Linked DNA regions of Acanthopagrus latus: region 2 is linked to region 1. The links are chromatin contacts, called in public Hi-C maps. All regions are on one chromosome and are shown on one strand. Each heading gives the region's core, a stretch centred on a gene start, on an enhancer-like site or on the middle of the called end of the contact. The rest is flanking DNA. Distances are from core to core; before and after follow the strand shown.

Region 1 (2,700 bases), core at 101-2,600:
ACACTCTCCGAAACTACTAACAGGCACAGATTTAATAATGACTCACCAGGTTCGAGGGGATTTATTATTTATTTATTTTGGCCGAAGTAAAGTTACACTTGTCGGATTTTATCGCACTGTCCAGGACACCCAGTTTAGTGGGACGTGGCCAAACTTAGTTTGAGCTTTATTTCTAATTTTATTTGGTTCCCAACTTACGGGGAACCAAACACTGCTGAATGATCAGTCTTAAAGAATCAGAAGAAGCTCTCGGTACTTATGCTATCCAGCACGTTCAAACAGATCTTAAAAGAATTTTTTTTTTTTTTTTTAAACAGAGTCTGGCTTGGCAAAGAAAAGAAAGGCATTCAACTATACGAACAAAAGTGAGACCGAGGCTTTCGCATGCAAACAGCAAGACAACGCTGATAGCTGATTCGCACGGTCAAACCAGGAGGCAGGAGAAACGTGTCCACGGAATCACTGAGCATTTGTCCCGCATGTTTATTCTCTCAGGATGGGAGCACATTGTTTTGTAGCGCAACTACAGATAATGAACAGCAGGCAGAACAAGCACGTGTGGCAGACAACAGACAAGCCCTGTCTTATTCTGATGAACATGACCAGGCACACACAGTCTCAGACTCACCTTTACTGAGGGTAGATGAAGAACCGCTGCCAAAAGGATTTGTACCAAAGTGACAACAAAGTTCATGGTTGTAATTCCGCACGATGAGTCTTGAAATCTCAGCGGTCGTTTAATAGTAAATCGAAGAATGTTTGCAATAAATAAAATCAAATGAAAAACACTCAAACAGTCAAAAAAATATACATATATATATATATTTTTTTTTTAAAAAACCGCGGCAAGTTTGCGCTGTAGCAAAAGCAAATCCATGTCATCCACACGCAGGTGGCTCGTCTGTTCCAGTGTCTCCGCTGGTGACCGCACCATACAACGAGCCTCGCTCATCCGCAGACAAAGACTGTACGGTCGGGTTCTGAAATCCACTCTGGAGCCGAGAGCTCGGGAGCACAGCAGTAATGATGTTGACAATGGGAGGGGGAGACGTGCAGGCCAACTCGTCAACTTTACGCACCGGTGTCTCTCTTTACACTCATTGATCCCGCAGCGTGACGGTGTGTGCGCGCGTACGTGCGTGTGTGCGGCTACAGCAGGCACTGTTTGCCGGTATAGTGTGATCCTTTATTTGCTTTCTTCTGCAATCCTCTTCTTGTGTCTCCTATCGTGTGTGTGTGTGCCCCCTTTTGATGTTACTCGTTTTCGCTTCTCTCAGTGAAGGGGAGGGGGTGTGCACCGGCAGCAACTTGTCTCCGGTTCAGCAGCGGTGCCGGCGTCACTCGCGTTCAGTCTCCTCTTCTCTTGGCGGCTGCTCGGGTTCAGGCGTTATTAAAGGTGACCAGCCGGTCTGCCAGGGCGGGGCGACTGGGAGGAACCAATGAGAGCGAGCGAGAGAGAGAGAGAGAGCGAGAGAGAGAGAGAGAGAGAGAGTGCGTGTGAGCGTGCGCGTGTCTGTCTGTGTGTACGTGTGTGTCACTTCATTCATTCATTGATGTCATACGCACTATTATGACTGGATTTAGCCTTTAAACATCAAGTGTTTGAACTTGATGACATTTGCTTTACTGTCTAATAATAATAATAATGATAGTGATAATAACAATTATTATTACCATTATAATAATTTAATACCTTTAACGTTTACAAGCATCAGATATCATTATGTCAAGGTCATTCAAGGAAATATGAAATTGATCAATCAATTAATTTCTCTCTTAGTCTGATTACCTAAAGATTTCTAGATTGCAGACTGTAACTAAAAAACTGTGCCATGTACAGTTACTTTTGATTTATTCTCAGGCAGCCCGTCACATTACAGTAGTTTAGAGTTAGATGCCTTATCACAACCAGGGCTGGACAAGATGTTTCCAAAGCGTAATGGATGACATATTACTAGTTACTCTCATTTGAAAGTGCTAAGTTACCTTACTGTCTGCGCGATTGTGCCACTTTTGTGAACCAAAGCAAAGAAGCTCAAGTTTATTGCAGTTCTTTACAAATCTAGTGGGGGGCGATACTGTCCAGCCTGGTGAAGGCTCTCCTATTCATGTGTTCACATGCAGTGGTTACTATTAACTGTGGATTAACATTTTCACACGTTTATATTACAGGAGTGCGATGATGATAGAAGTTCCAGTGCTGGGCCCTATATTTAAATATTTTTGTGTTTTAATGCTTCTGACTTGTCACAAGTTTTGTAATCAGTCTAGTAGATCGCCTCAGCTACAACGCAGCCGCAAATAGCTGCATCCTAATCCGTCGGGGCAACTCCACTCGTCAAAGTCACGTCTAGTATAAGCGTCTGACAAGATTACAGAAACCATTCCCACAGTCAGAACTTTTTGATAAGTAGTAACAGCCTTTTGTCATCCAAAACACCCTTGTTAGAAATCAACAAGCTTTGAGTCGTTACAGGAGGATGGTGGTGGAAACGTGAGTCAGAGTCAGAGTCAGAGTCAGGAGTTCAGAGGAACTGCCTGCTAGAATGTTTTCTCTAAAGACATGGATGACTATTTAACGGCAGTCTATATAAAGCAACAACTGTAAAAACTCGCCTCCCGAGATTTCAGAGTGAGACTTAGACCTCTGAGCGAGACGTGTGTTTCTGCTACCAAAGCGGATCTCGTAATTAAACAGAA
Region 2 (2,700 bases), core at 113-2,612, 130 kb after region 1:
ACTCCGATCACAGACTTTGAATCCAAAATACTGCGGTGTAACAAGGACTGACTGATTTCTACCACATAAACTCCCCTCTGGTCCAATCCTTTCATGGCCCTCTGAACAGATTGCTGGCAAAGAGCCACTACTTTGCTCAACCATGGAGTGACGAGGGTTTCTGCCAAGGACAAACAGACTAGAGACCACAGAGAACAAAAGAAGCTGCCATCATACGTGGGATCACACCTGCCACAACACCGTCAACGTGTTGACACTTACAGCCATGAGTAGGATTTAATATATCATCATATGAGTACTCTTATGTAGTAAAGATTTTTTTCAGTGTTTGTTTTACTCTTAAAAAGATGAAAAACCACTCCAATAACTTTTTTTGGATGTTTTAAAAAAAAAAAAAAAACATTAACCAGGTAAAACAATATGTTGATCAGATTATAATATTTTTCTTGTACATCTTTTTTCTGTGAGTCAAAACACACTTGTCCATTCCATGTGCCACTGGGTCTTTTTCTTTCTATTGCACCTATATTTAGATAACACCTAAAGGCTATTTAATATTGTTCAATAAAAGTGTAAATTATATTATAACTTTAAACAAAACACACAAAGTAAAATAGATCAAAGTCGACAATACCATTGTTTTTTGGGGGGGAACAGAAAAAAATGTACAAGAATGAAATTAAAAAGCTTTCCAATGTCATGTATTTAGTTTAAATACTGTTCAGCTGGTTTTCTGAGAATAAGCGGATTTAACAGTTATTCAAGAGGATCTCGGTACATATCATCTTCACTTCGCTCATTTTAATTTATGACTCTGTATCTCAAATTAACAAAGACATTCAATGACAATGATCAGATGGAATTGTGAACAGTGCTTCAGGGTTCAACCACCTGGTGACTGTCACATAGTGCTTAAATAGGTAAAATGGCTTCCAATTATCTTTCTATCTTTAAGGGACATTTGTTTCATGGAGAGCCTAACCTCTATGAAAGGATATCAGTGGTAGAAAGAATGTCACACAGGCTATCAAAGATAATCAGCATGTCATTTTGACAAGATGATAATACAATTGAGATGTCTACAAGTTGAGGAAGACGAATTAATACAGTTGCAACACACAGTTATAAACACATTTTGAGGCTTTCCATTTGGTCTATTAGAATTTTGGGAGGTATTTGTGGGCCGTCGTGCTGTTAATGAATGTGTAACAGAATGTGATCATGGCTTTTCACTGGCACAGTCAACCAATGGACTCAAGAGTGTCACGTGCATGGCAGCAGCTTTATAATTAGAGTAAGCTGAGAGTCATGGGACAGCATTCCAAGCGTCATCCCCACAGTGAGCAGGCACACTCAGTTATGGTGTTTTAAATGCTTATTAAATGATTGTAGATGTTTCTACACCACACTGGGAGGGATTCTCTGTGAGAGTGTGAATCACTGATTTTTTGTGTGACGTTCCAGGAGTGTCAAATCCACGCTCACCAGAGACAGTCCCGGCAAAGGAAGAAAGAAGACAAGAACAGCATGACGAGTAGTCAGTGAACAACACACCGAGAAGCTGCGTTGACCACATCTCTCGTGGACAGTGAACGCAGCGTCAAACCAACGTCGGATTAGGCTCTGGACGTGTGACGTCACGGACGGGCTGGGCTTGCTAATTGTGACAGAAATATTTATCCGAGGCGTCTGGAGAAACAAACACCGTCGACGTCTTTCTCACCGCCAAGTAAGACATTAAATGTTAACATTATTAACGTGTGTGTCAGCCGACTGCGACCTGTTCTCGTTTAACCCGCTGCTGTAGAAAAAACACTGGGCTTGATGCATGAGACACACTGCGACCTGTTATCACCGCTGTGTACAGGCTTCATCCCGTGTCTGCTCCGAATGACAGCGACGTCACAGCAGCTTTTTGTAAATACATACCCAGTGACGGACGGGTTGAATGTTGTGGCCGGGCAGGACGAGCCACAGCTTTATTTTCCGTCCAGAATTGTCTTTTAGAAGATTAATCACGTGATGACTTCAGTTAAGCTCGCGCTTGTCTCTGTGTATTGTATTTGTGTGAGATAACACGGAGGACACATCTGTCTCCTGAACAGAAAACAGTGAGGAGGAAGGACAGAAGGGCTGACGCAGATTTCGGTTGTAACGGTACTCCATCACATTAGATTCATAATGACACAAAACAATGACTTAACATTTTGTATGTGTTGGGGGATAGCGACCAGTTAGGGAAGGTTTGTGAAATGAAAGATGCGCATCTATCGGATGTTGTTACCAAGTTTTGTGAAGATTTGAGATTTGAAAAAAATCTGTTTGAGTCTGAGACTATGCGTTAGAGCATTAAAGGTGCAGTATGTAAGAATTTGCTACCTTGCAAGTTAACGTTCCATTTCCAGTAGGGGGCAGCGTATCATCTAGTAACCCTTAACTGCTGCAAACTGTAGCGGCTTTTAGCTCGCTAGCCCTGAAGAAGAGCGCCAGGCCTCGAGGCCAGTTTCTGTAGTGGCCACGTAATCACGTGACGTACCCTGGCCCAAAAAGACCTTTAACATAAGCTTGCATTGTGAAAGAAGCATCTAGACAACAGTGGATGATGATGATGATGATGATGATGGTTTTCAGAATAACAACCCCCACTAATTTCACTGTCATTATTTGAGCCATTCAGTCCAGTAAATTGTTGAAAGTCTA

Evidence for each region. Hi-C and Micro-C count contacts between places; a contact is called where the count stands out from the background.
Region 2: a Hi-C map of muscle shows a contact between it and region 1, with 2.5 times the contacts expected there. The contact joins the promoter of LOC119005557 here to the promoter of vegfaa in region 1. A contact is called at or near these places in 2 of 4 Hi-C or Micro-C datasets (both in muscle).

What each region holds. Positions count from the first base shown.
Region 1 is chr17:2,573,193-2,575,892 of fAcaLat1.1, forward strand. It overlaps vegfaa (vascular endothelial growth factor A-A), which reads right to left and starts at 1,351. Exons shown (of 6, transcript XM_037075624.1): 1 at 629-1,351. The coding sequence starts at 694.
Region 2 is chr17:2,703,758-2,706,457 of fAcaLat1.1, forward strand. It overlaps LOC119005557 (syntaxin-12-like), which reads left to right and starts at 1,363. Exons shown (of 11, transcript XM_037073307.1): 1 at 1,363-1,729; 2 at 2,106-2,157.